2 separate regions of the Drosophila melanogaster genome follow, and region 1 is linked to region 2. A link is a contact called in public Hi-C data. All regions are on one chromosome and are shown on one strand. The core of a region is the stretch at or near the end of the contact, and the rest is flanking DNA. Distances in the headings are between cores, read along the strand shown. Region 1 has its middle 17 kb from the start of CG4891. Region 2 holds the start of beat-Ib (beaten path Ib).

Region 1 (6,625 bases), core at 3,819-6,318, 150 kb after region 2:
CGGCCTATTAGGTGCCTAGTTTAACAGAGTAAAGCAGGAAAATGGGAAAATGTCCCAACAAAATGCTAGCTAGAAGTTAATATCCCATAACGTGGCCATTATAGCAAAGAAAGGACAAAAATGAGTTCAAGTTACGCCAAAAAAAAACTGAAAGCGGACGAAAAACTGTGGGGGGATGAAAATTCGCAACCTTTTGGAAAATATTTGGGCTGTCGTAATTGTCTGACCGTCTATTGTCCAGCACGTGCTCCCCTTTGTCCACACACTTTCCGAACTGGACACTGCCATTGTTTCCTGAATTTTCTACCATTCTGTGACTCTGTTTTTTTGGCCATCTTGAATAGAATATTGAATTACGCCTAATGGGCAAGTTCACATATTACATACAGAAGGATCATAGATGAAATAATGAAATATGTTTAAAAGTAATGAAATATTTTAAATATTTGTCATATTAAATATCTGACTGAACTTACATTCTGCTGGCTTTAAAAAGAACCTTGCTGGCTAGACCACTCGGAAAATGCCCCTTCGAAATGGAATCACTTGTGCAAAATTGCCTTCCCTTGGATGGGAGAATGTCTTGTGATTATTGAATACTCTAAACGGAAAATTTTTAAAGATTACTCAGAAAATTATTTTCTACGCCATTTCGAAGCGAACAGAAAAAGAAGAACCACTTATACGGTCTACTAACACCTTGGAGAAGTCATAGAAATGCGAAATTTATGCCAAAAGGATGCGGTGGGAATCCTTTGTGCGGATCTTTTTGAGTGGATCGCATCCCTTCTGTTTGATGGCATAATAAATATCTCGTCTGTCCTCAGTAAATAGTGCCAACAATGGACCACTAGTCCATTTCAATCTGAAGCGCAAACGTTAAGTAAAGCCCAATGTCCGAAGCGTCCACACAAGCGGAAGTTCAATATGTTTGCATAGGCCAAAGGACCAAGATCTTGGACAAAGGTGGTTGAAGGACGAGGCTTTCGTCTTTTGTCAACGGAAGCCCCAAAGACAACTGCCCTGAAATCGCTTTTTTATATGCCATTGAATCGGCGCTCTCTCGTGGTTTGTTTGCCTATTTAACCTCCTTTTCATTTAAGAACCAACTATTTCTGTTCAATAAGAACGGACTGTATTTTCAATCCAACGAGGCGATGGAAAAAAAAAACCAACCACGTAATGGCAATCAATTAGCTGGGATTAAGCTCTCCATCAGTCTATGACCAGGTTCATTTCATTTTGAAGTGTTTACCCTCAAAAGGCGTTTTGTGCTACATCCTTTTTGCCTTTTTGCCGCCGTAAATATACAGGACGTAAACGGGCACTAGGTGCCAAAGCTAAATAACAAACTTGTTTCGCTTGATTCTTCTCTGGGGCCTCCTTCGTTTATTCTTTTTCAAACCTCCAAGCCCCAAACAAAACACAAAGTTTCAATGACAATGGCAACGAGGGCAGGAAGGAAAAGGCTACGCACACGGAAGTTGCCTTGCATTGAGGTTTTCGGCTTTTCTCCTCTTTATTTACTTTTACATTTTTTGTGTTCTTGTTGAAAAGTAAATGAAGCCGTGTTTGTTGAGGGTCTTAGGTCATAATAAAGATAAATGATAAGAAAGTGATAAGACGTTTTTTTTTTAAGTAACCGACAAAAATGCTGCAAAGGTAGCGGCTGGAAATGATTTCAAGCATATAAAAGACACAGTGGGTCAAGAATATAGAAAATCTTTTAAATCAGCTTTCTAAACTAAACCAAAAAAAAGTCTTTTTCTCGGGAGCTAAACAAGAATTTAAAAAAAAAATGTAGCAATATAAATTTATCTAAATTCTTAAACTTGTATGTAAATGTATAACTATTTCTGTCATCCTTGATTTAAAAGAGGTTTCTTTATATTGCAAATTACTGTATAAAGTTCCTCTTTCATATTATTTAGCGTTCACATGATGAAACACATCGCGCAAATATTTGGTAAAGAAACACTAATCCTTTAGGAATCTTCGTTACGCACTGGGAGCGACTTGCAAGCCATAAACTGGGCTAAAATTTTACTGAGGCGAAAGCGGCTTAAGCGAAACGAAAATTCGATTATATAATAAAAGAGCAATCATAAAACCCAGAGGGAAAACGCGAAAAAAAATGTCTGATGTAAACAACAAATTGAAATAAACGATGAGAGCTTTAAAAGAAAATTCGTAATAAAGCAAATGGTTGAAATTTAACTGCCTCTGGGCAATTAAGACAAGGAAGTTCAATCGGACTAAGCCAATATCCGGGTCATGAAACAATGTCCTTTTGCAGGGCTGGCCAGCCACACCAAATACAATATTTGGCAAATAAATATCAAAGACTCAAACGCCCGCCGCCCATAGACTTGCATAAATCAATTGATTGTCGACGCCGTTGCGATTTAACTTAACTTCTTAAGACCGCCACCCACCCACCATGGGGGGGGTGAAATTAAGTGGGGGGAAATGAAAGTTTCCACCCTAGTTTTCTGGCACGCGCTAAAAATACTTTGCCTCGAATTATGTGCAACATTCGATCTCATCGGGGTTCATCGGGTCATGTCAAGTTCAGGGGAGGGCTTAAATGTGTAATGTATTAATTCCGTTCCTCGGGGGTGAAGGATACGCATTTCGCCTTCTCATAAAATTGCAAATTCTTACTCGCTCCGCCATAATACCAACGCAAAAAAAGTTTCGCAAAGTCGTTGGACAAATGTCGAAATTTGTGGCTATTGATTTGACTTCCTTTCGTTGACATTAGGGTTGGAATCCATTGATTAAGGGGACTAGGAAATTACTTCTATTCACATAAAGACATTTATAGACAAATTGGCATGCGGGGTGGACCGAAGCGATAACATGTTGTGTGCGACTGCATAAAATGCATTTTAATGTTGGGGGTGGCTGTCAGTATGGGGTGCATCTTTAATTTGGGGTGCGGGTGCTAATGGTTTGATGACCATTAGGAATTCTAAAACTAAATTGCGCGAAAATAAATTTAAAGTTATGGCAAGCAGCTCTGGAATGAATTTCATATTGATAAATTGTTGTGGATAGAAGAACAATTTTAATGAGATGTACATACAAAGCAAAATCAATCCAATCAAGATATTCTTCACCCTTATAAATGGCATTAACTTTCTACCCTTTCATACCACAAAATTCGACCAACTTTGTCGATTAAGTTCACATCGAACTACTTCGCTTCGTGATGGAGACGGCGTGTCTAGGTAATCCTATTGCCACCAATCAATTTAACATCAACATGTTGCCACTGCCCCAAGCCCACCCCATTCAACTTGCAGCCCGGAAAAAACCTGTCAACCATCTCACGGCTCTAATCCAATTGCTAGCTGCCAAACAAGTTCTATATAAATCGGCAGAGCTGGAAAAAATACGCGAAGCTTGGATCCAAAAAAAAAAAAAAAAATGAATTGAAGTTTTTGTGAACACATAAATTTCAAAACGCTAAATGGTATTTGGATTTTTAGATCTGGGTGCAGGCCCTCAAAAATCCATAAGCTATTTAAAAGGGAGGCTGGAGTAGAGTTCTTAAACACTTAAAAAAGAATTGCAGTTGCAATGAAGATTGTGCTGAAAAGCTTTGCAGTACAGTGCAGCTTTAAGCAATATAAGTTTAACTATTGCTTACGATTCTGATCAAGCTATTCAAAAAAATTTATAAAATATATATACATGAAGTTGACCAAGCAGTCTGTAAATATGGCATACAAATCGTTGGAAGTTCTTTACAGAAAAACAGTTTTTAAATCTAACCAACACCTGTGTACCTCAAACTTTAAATTTGTTTTCTTGTTCTACAAGAAGCTATATTTTTCTTCGTTTTTCAAAGTGAAAACCATCTTTTCAAGCTCGTTCCATTGCCCAAAATCCCAATATTGCCCCACCAAAGCACCTGGAGCAATGTCACCAATGCGATTTACGACCATTATTCAATCAGTATGACTGTTTGTCATTTTGTGCGAGCACTTTTTCGAGTTCTCCGCCGTTCTGCCCTGTTGAGAAATCGGTGGAATGGGCTCGGGGACCATGGATGATGTCTCCTGCGAGGGAGTTGAGGTTGTGATGTGGAAGTCAACTTGACGCCGTCTCGTCTGGTGCATTGTTGGAAAAGCATTTTCTCGCAGTATCTGGCTGTGTTGTTCTTGTCTCGTTCTGTCGCTGTCCTTGTACCGCCCTGCTCTCTTGCCGTCTCTTTCGCAGGACTCCCGCCCGCCGTCCTTTTCCCACACTCCGTAGTCAGTCAACGTTGACGCGCGCTTTTAATGCATTCTTATGTCATTTTTTGCACTGCACTGCACTCGAATGTCATTTCTTTTGTACGACTGAAGCACCGAAAACCCCAACCCACCCATCGCAGGACCCTAACCAACCTTTAACCACTCTTCGCTGCCCGTGTTGTTATTGTGCTTTTCGCTTTTCATTCCTTTTATACTTTTAGAGTTGCGACGGGGAGAGAGAGAGAGAGACGGCGTCGCCAAACTTGAAATTGTGGGCGCATTTCATTTATGTTGACAAAAGGGTTCTCCCCAGCCCGCTGTCCATTTTTTTGTACCCAATTTGGCGACTTCTCAGCGATATTCCACTCCCCAAAGAGTATCCTTGTTTTTGTAGTTCCTTTTTTTTTTTGTTGTTTGTTTCCAGTGGCTGTACAGTTAGAGGGTATTGTAGATTTCTTGCCTGCTTGTATCGCCATGACGTAAATTGACACTTTGGGAATTGCAGACTGGAATTGAATCTGAAACTTTAAAAATGTTATAGTAATAAATGAAATATCAAAATTAAAGGCAATTAAATACTATAAAATTGTATATGTTATATAAATATGATATGAAAATTTCAGAAACTAATCTGGTAATGGATAAAACGATTGAAAAAGGGTATTTCCGCTTCAATTTTAAACCCTTGTTTGTTTTGTTTTGTTTTTTTTTTTCAATTTTTTATTTTATGTGTTGCGTTACTTTCTGGCTTCATTTGGAGGAGTTGATGCCCGGCGCTTTTGTTGCCTGCCATTGTCGTTGTCCAGGGAACATACGACAAGCCATTGGGGATGGGCTTGGACAGCGGGCAGTAGGGTGTTAAGGGACTGTGTTATCTGTATGTCCGAGAGCAAATGAAATGGCAACAATCGGTAGCTTAGTGTTTGGGGCGTTAATTGATTTTGATTGAGATATCGAGTCAGAATGGACGCACCATAAAGGAGAAGGATTCCAATGAAGGGAAAAAACCAAGCGATCATCGACAGCAGTGGTATTCATTTCCAAGTATTGTACTGCAGATTTCTTTCAGAGCTAACACCTAAAATTTCTGTTACGATATACACAAATCATCCCACAGCCTTTATACTTTTAAGACTCAGAGCAAGCCAAGAAATGTATTCTTAACTTTGTTAATATTTAATGTAATATAAGTTTCGATTATGAAAGCTTTAATGAAATATACGTTCGTTTTTCATTTTTACCTCGCACCGTGACGCAATTCGCCGGTAAATCCTTGACAAATTTTGAGTTTCCTCAACCAACGCAGAAGCCAACGTGGTCTGAATAAATTGAGGTCAATAAGAGACAACAACAGGAGTAAAGCTTCTCTCAAATTAATACGAAAACTTTCTTGATTATTTGCGAATCACCTGAAGAAGCCGAGTCACACGGAGGCAACAAATGTTTTCCATGTTTGCCGACGCACAGCGTCACATGAGACAAAGTCTCATGTTCCCAGTCTCCATTGGGAAAACTTTGATTCAAAGTGAAGACTCATGGGGGAGTTGAATTTTGGATGGTGTTGTCAAGTAGTTAACTAATCCGCTGCTCAGAAAACACGGCTGGTTAGTCAAACAGGGGAGATAAAGAAAAATCTTAACTCGGTTTGATTTTGCTCGGTGGCGAAAATTTGTTGTGCGCGTGCCATTTAAAATTGTGCAACCGTGCGTATGCGTAATGTTTTTCATATGAACTCCGGCCTTTTTGGGTTGACAGGGCAGCGAAATTGAAATTCAACAGACACACCGACCAGAGTCTGGGTTGAGATGAGTTGACTTGACTTGACTCGAGTAAACTTGACTTTTTGGCTGAGTGCACCAAATGATGATGTTTTAATTTTTTCGGTTAACCGAAAAAGTTAAATAAAATAAAAAAACGCTCATGCGAAATGTTCCGTACTCTATATTTCCTACGTTCTGTCGGTGAAAAAAACTAATTTGTATGCCAGCCACCAGAAGTCGTTAAGTCGTTTCAACCAGGCGAAGAACCAACCGACTTCGCTTGTCTTTGAAGTCCCGAAAAAAGCAGGAAAAAAAATAAAATAATAAGAAAACGCAGCCAAATTTCGTGCTAGAGGTTCTTTCTCTCTTTGTTCTTCTGCTTGCTTGCCAAGTGCAAATTGAATTAGTTTTGCTTGGGAAGGAGAGCTAATTAAAATGCCGCACATCATTTACTAGAAAATGCATTTTAAATAACACTTGAAAAATGATGTGACAATTTGCCATAGAAAAATACGAAAGGAAAACGATGGCGTCATATAAAAATTTGGGTCGCCAATTTTAATTAAAATTTTCATTAGTTGAAACGGGGGAAAGATAGACAAAGCGAGAATACTGTTCTTC
Region 2 (6,980 bases), core at 1,248-3,747:
CAGGCTTTCGATTGTGCTGGATTTCGTTAAAGAGTGGAAGAGTCGTGCATCCCTCACAAGAAAAAAATTCATTAGAAATTAAAGTAAATTGGCTGAACATCAATAAACGTGTTTACAACAGAAATGTGTATTTACACAATTTTCGTATTTTCGTATTGCATAGCGAGTGGGTTGGCCCTTGGCGATGCCACAAAAGTCTATGCTTAGCTTACAAATAAAATGTAATCACATATGCTGAGACTTTTTCTGTCAATCGAAATTTCGTACGTAACTATAAACGGGAATAATACAATTCAGTTGATTCCCGAAGTTCAAACAAGCAACACCTTCGGAATTGAACTCCAAATTCTCAGTGATTTTCGGTTGACTTACAAAATTTACAAGTTTTCGGCTAGTTTTAAGAATAAAGTTTTGTTATTTAATATTAGTTCTAAGTATAAAGTGAAAATATTTATATCGGATCACTGTGCACCAGAATTCTTGAAGCACCAAAAAATGACTCGGCTCTTCTTTTTCTTTTAGTTTTGATAACACAAAAACCATTTTTTTGTTATTGGTAAATATTTGTTATATAGTTAAATTTTATAAAATTCCTTCCTTACAGTATAAATTTTTTGCAGTTTTCAACACATTTACATTTGTTTTCGGTATATGCAGGACTAATATAACAAACCGTTTCTATAATAGCGGTAAGATCATTTTACGCCTAACTCTTGCTCCGAACCCACCATTCCCCAATCAAGCACACCATATTGCCCAAGCCGGAGACTTTCCATTATAGGTAGATATTCGTTATATCGTTTAATATTATAATATTCCTGCCTTACAGTACCAATTTTTTGCAGCCGTGACACCTTTACTTGTGTTCTTCTTGCAGGATATTATATATTAAAAGCAGAAACTCGACTAGCCTAAACACCCATATGATATTCTTCAGTTCGCAGAATATATATGGATATAATACTAATACCAATAAGTGTAGTCCTAGCGGTATCCTACGCTGACAACGGGCAATTAGAATTAACTCTTGCCCCGTATTCAAAGCAGATCACTGTCTCTCTCTCTGGACACCATCAAACACAACATACCTCGATCGAACACACCTTGATGGCCAAGCTGGACTCTTTGATGACACCTTTACTTGTGTTCTTCTTGCAGGAGATTACATATTAAAAGCAGAAACTCGACTTGACTGAACACTATGATATTCATCATAATATATGGATGTAATACAAAAACATAAATAATAAATTTACACTTTTACACTTCAATCGAATGTACTTATTTGGGTGACAAATAATAAATATAAATATTCTGGGCAAAGAATAATTGTTAATTAGGCCGAAATTGGGTCAGAAAAACAAACGGATGAACTGAGAAGGCCAAAGCGAAAAAGCCAAAGCGAAAAAATCGGGCTAGCCGAGTTAGCCCAAATATGCAAATAAATCTGCCAGCAAAAATGGAAACAAGTCTGAGCCAAGTTGCACATTAACTTCCGCAGCTCATTAAGTCACTGTCAGCCCCTCGAGGCGGGAAGCTTGCTGGAAATACATATAAATTTATGTGACGCCAACTGGACGACAGTCGACCACTGAACAAGGCCCCAGAATCGACCAAGAACTCGCTTCGAGCTGGAAAACAACATTTGGGTGGGAGGTGTTACCAGGACACCCCTACGTATTTAGATAAATCTACAGGGGTCGAAAAAATTGCTGAAAAGGTTGGATTGAAAATGTCGGCGCTTAAATAAAATACGCAGAAAACAAAAATATGCCGGAAGTTTAATTGGGTCGATTCCCTTATTTTGTTTGTCCAATAAGAAATGTCGGGTTTTTTTTTAAATTTTTTTGCCATGCCAGGGTCATGAGCGCTGCTACGGGGCCAATGGTCAGCGCAGGCCAAACTAATTAGTGGCCATTTTGCGGGTCCTCTCAGTTTAATTAATTTTAAATTTGAAATTAATTGAAACGCAGTAAAAATGAAGGGGATCTCTTCTGTTCAAAAATACTGCATGTAACACTTAAATATACCCCATATTTTATTGTATTGGGATGATAACTCACTTATTTACCATTTTGAATTGCCGGCATATTGTAATTTTATTTTTGATTTCAGTTCAGTCTATATCATTATCGCACTAATTTGAAAGGAAACCCAAATTGGCACCCACAAGCAGATTGCACACGATTGAATTAATTTGCTGGTTTCGTTGTTGTTTTTGCCAGTGGCACAGTAATCCACATGGTCTATATAATTAAACACACGCGCTGCGAAAAAACAAGCGAAGAATCAATGAGCCGAGTATTGGTTCGAGAAACTATGAAGCTAGTGAGTCATCAGCATTACTTCTGAGCAAAACACGATATAGTTACATTACAGATGTCGTTTTTAATCTGTTTTCTTTGTGAATTTGCAGCCACGAAAACGAATTTTGTGACAGTGCAGCTGGCCGGCGTTTGACTGAGATCCAATTCGTTGCGCGTTATCAATGAAACTGCTGATTTTTCTCGTCATCGTCGCCAGCATCGCCCCAGAAAGGAAATACCTTCGTGGCTCCTCGGGTTTTTGTATTCTCCCTCTCTATGTCGCTTTGGCAGGACCTTTTCTCTCAACTTAACGAAGGACCTCGGAGAGAGAGCCCAGGAATATTTAACGGTCGGAACATCAAAATAGTCACAAATATTTTTTACTGTTATATTTAATTTTAAAATATTTCATATTCAGCTTATACTAATATATTAAATTTTCTAATTTAAGAAAGAGATTCGCCGAAAGAAATTTTCCCACAAAAAGTTGATTGTCCCAACACTGTTAAAATATTGGGAAATTATTTAACATGGTTACGCCTGCTGGTAATAACATAAGTGAAACCCCTTTGATTGAAGGACTTTATTTGCGAGCTTAATACGTTTTTTCTATTATTATTTAAAAACATATTATTGTTTGAAGACAAGTTTGTCTTACAACTCTTTAAACGACTATACCCTAACTCCATTTATTCTTATGAAGTCGAGATCTCCAGAAATATCAAATATGGATAATTAAGTTTAAGATTCATACGACTTGCCACGCCCACCAAAGCTGTCACGCTTGTGGAAAAAGTGGAAGTACTTCTTTATCATATTTTTTTTACCTCACTCTAGGGAGGTATCAAATAGTCGAGCAATTCGTTTATTAATTAAGGCAATAGACAATCAATGAACTTCTTAATGAAACAAATCATATCATTCATAACACCTTTAAACAGGGAATCGATTTTCATTTGCAAGCTAAATCGCTGGGTGAGGCTTAATTAATTGCCATTAATTAGGGATAATGCATTTACTGCTTAGTGCCAAGTCAAGGAATTAGGGTAAGCCCCTATCAGGGATCCCCTTACTCGAGAATCACGGTGTATTACCTCCACCTTTTCGTAAGGTTTTAAGGTGTTTCAATATGCTGCGCTCTATGCCGCATAACCGACTGACTACCGCCTACTTAAAGTAAGGAAAATCTTTTATGACACGTTATTAGTTGTGCGCCGCGAAGGGATGTGTATGTATGTACACACATATATGTACAGACATGTGTGTGGAGAAGGAACACCGACTCAAACGCGGCGGCAAGCTTTAATATGCTTAATGTAATTATGAGAATCGCATAGAAGGGCACGGCATCCCTGCATACAAATGGAAGCGTAATTCGCAAAAGGATGGAGGGTGTCAGGTTGTAAAAAATGCCGGAGGACTTTTGTACCCGCCGTTGTCATAAAAACACACGCAATTTACGTATACAATACTCTGATTTTTTATTGTTGCGCGAGAAAATAAAGATTGCATTTTAAGGTCGGTCAATTACAAATTTAAATATTGTGCTTTAATTTATGATGCACTACAAGGTGGCCAGAGAAATAGTTAATACAGAACAGAAAATATGTCCCGAGCATTTAGCGTTTAATAATAGAATATCCATTTACAATGACCTTTCTGTACCAACTTATCGCTCAGCGCACTAAGCTAGCTGGATCATTTTTTTGACAATTCGCGAAATCCATTTGTTAAGTGTCCATTTTTTATACGTCTACTTCTCCTGCATCCGACGAATCAGCACCTGAGACACATTAAAAACAGTGAAACAAATCGGAGATCAGGCATCCTACTTATATTTACATTAACATTGCAAACATATTTATTCCTTCGCTCCTAAATTGGTAAACTGACTTTGCGGCTAATGCAAATGGCAGGCGAAGCGAAGCGTAAAATGCTTTGTAAATTATTATGCCAAGTCGAAAAAATGGGGTGGGTCCTACGACCGCACATATATAAATATTTTTCCAGAGATAAACAAAGTATTTGCGCAGTGGGACGGCATGTGTCATAAATTTCAATTGACTTATGAATATGGAGGGCAATCTGTTCCCTTGGAAAGTTTTAGCGCCAACACGTGCCTAAAAGCCGATGAATACTGTTTAAATTTATTTGCCATATTGCTGATTTTTTATGCTTTTATTGGAGTTTCGCGGCTTTAAGAACCTTAGATGGTATAAAATATTTGAGGTCAAATGTAAATGATAAATAAAGTTTAAAGATATTTAAAGATTCAATGTTTTAAAATATATTTAATTTTCATCACATCCATGCAACGGACAACTTCGTAGATATATTTATGTGTTTGTCAAATCTCTGGCCGAAAGCAATACACAAACTTTCGACCGGGACCAATGCATCATTTTTATGTGGAAAATTTTAGAACAGCCTAAACTCTTAATGGGCCCCGCAGCTCAGTGGTGCGAAAAGTCCTCGGCCAGGACCTTCACACACTCTCGAAGGCAGTAACACCGTGGCCAAGAGCACCCCAAAGGATATTAACAATAATCTAACCAAATTAACCCAAAGCACTAAAGTGTAAGTGACATTAAGTTAATTTTCGTGTGCGCCAGCGAAAGAATAAACGAGATGAAAAACAAAACGCAAGAGCCGAAACAAAAGAAGTGGCAAATACGGGGGGAAAACTTACGTTTTATTTTCCGTATTCTATGCTTTTTTTCTACTACTTTTTTGTACTTTTTTCTTTTGTCCCTGCTGCCGTTGGTTGCATCAACTGTGCAAAATTTCCCACGAGATCAATCAGCCACAGGCTGGAAAACAGGACGGCCAACAACCAACAACAACAACAACAACGACGCCTGCGATGCGGTCGGCATTGTGGGTGGGAAAAGCCAGCAGGAGCAGCAGTTCCTGTCGCTCCTTGTTGTGGTTTTTGTTGCTATTACTGCCTCCGTTCAAGTTTTTCCTTTTGTGTAACTTTGACCTGCTCGGCTCCCAGAGCTTTTCTTTTTCCCGCTGGTTTATTGTCTGCAAGTAGTAGCAGCTTCTTTCCGAAAATATACGTATGTAGTAGGGCTCTCTTCCTTTTTTCACCTCTTGGCATTGGCCTTTGGAGTGTGCAGCTAATGAAGCGAGAGTTGATGAGCCAACTCGGTTCATGGGCGTGCGAAGTTCAGTGCGAGGGGGCGAGCTTAGCAACTACTTCTAGAGTCATAGGTTGGCCAAGGAAATGTAGGCAAAAACCTGAGATTTTAGCAAGTGTTTTGCTTTCTTTTATTTTACGCCAAATTCAAAATATTGAAAATATTAAATGTTATCTGATATAAATTATGTTTTTCCAGCCCCCGAACAATAAACCTAGCTAGGATGCTTAGATGCAACTTTAAGCTACTGAATGGAATTAAACCAAAACGAAACCTAAAAAATATATTTCAAAACTAGCCTGCAATCCGCCACCTATGCTTGAGATACCATAAAAAAGCACCAGGCAGTTGTTGCGAGGCCAAAAGTTGTCGCTCATTAACGGAAAACACTTGAAGGAAGCGCATAAGTCCCGGAACTGGGCGCTAATTGTCGCAGAGTGCGTGTGTGAATTCGAGAGTCCTTTGACCGAATCCAGGAAAATATGCCGCTAAAAGAAAGGAACTTGATTGATTAATGGATGTAAGGCGGCAGTGTCGAGGCGACAAGTGACCAAGTCAGGCTGTACGGGAATTTGCTGTCGCTAAATGATGTGCCAAGTTAGACACGGACGGAAGGCAAGTAAGGCTGGTGACCAGGGGACAGCGATGATTCTGGTGGTCAAAGGTGCCCCCCTCCCCATAATGAAAGCCCAAAGTGGATGCAATAAACCGCCAAAATGGCGCCCGGCAAATGACAATAAAATTGTTTGAAGTTCCATTCCGGGATGTCAGTCGGCGGCTTGTATTTCGGCACCCTTTCCGGAAACATTTAATTTTGCTCCCACCCAGAATTCGATGCAGAGTTTCTTGCACAACTTGCACTTCCGTCTACTTTTGCATTTCCGCTGCATTTCGGGGGTCCGGACAACGAAGACCTGGGCTATTCCGATCTCGGAATGGAGTTCGGGGTCCATTGCGGATGTCCGCGTGGCAATTTTAATGCAATTTTTATGCGCCCGCTTTCGGCTTCCGATTTTTTATTTAACCCCCCCGTTTCGTTGCCTTTTCTCTTCTTTCTCTGCCATTTACTTTTTATCGTGTGCCATAATAGCAGTTTGTCTCTCCCTCGACTGCAGTTTGTGGCCAGGGGAAATGGCAGCCGGGTCCTGCATCCTGTGGAGCGGAAGTCAGGTATGTAGGGAACGGAAAAATTCGGTTGTATTTCGGTTTAGTCTTGGGTTGCTTGGGGCTTTAGCTTGTCTAATTGCGTCCTTCATTACATGGCGAAAAAGAGATTAGAGTTTGCCAGTGCCATGGGTGAGGATATGAGCCTGAGATAAACCACACTCATATTCCGTCTGTGAGTTTTACTAGTAGTACTTTAGTTATATTGTACACAGTTCAACCAAGCTCAATCAATATGAATTTTAATGGAAAGTGCAGAAAACTTTCTATGAAGCCATTAAAATATTTTATTTCGTGAATCTAATGCAATACAATCATTATTTAGTTTGTGGTTTAACAGTTTAACAAATTGTGTAGCTGGGCTTAT

The links. Hi-C and Micro-C count contacts between places; a contact is called where the count stands out from the background.
Region 1: a Hi-C map of the Kc167 cell line shows a contact between it and region 2, with 1.5 times the contacts expected there. The contact joins the enhancer-like site here to the promoter of beat-Ib in region 2. A contact is called at or near these places in 12 of 107 Hi-C or Micro-C datasets (the D17-c3 cell line, the Kc167 cell line, the S2 cell line and 4 more).

Annotation. Positions count from the first base shown.
Region 1 is chr2L:16,108,808-16,115,432 of dm6, forward strand. No RefSeq gene overlaps it. Among named protein-coding and RNA genes, the nearest start is that of CG4891, 17 kb to the left of the region's middle. Within about 2 kb of position 5,069, at least 8 of the 39 cell types and tissues checked have an H3K27ac peak or open chromatin away from gene starts, as enhancers often do. A contact at or near this core is called in the Kc167 cell line and larval brain, where this site is marked.
Region 2 is chr2L:15,959,938-15,966,917 of dm6, forward strand. beat-Ib (beaten path Ib) reads right to left here and starts at 2,498. Exons shown (of 7, transcript NM_078855.4): 1 at 2,072-2,498. lncRNA:CR43803 (long non-coding RNA:CR43803) reads left to right here and starts at 306. Exons shown (of 3, transcript NR_073786.1): 1 at 306-556; 2 at 621-781; 3 at 846-1,253.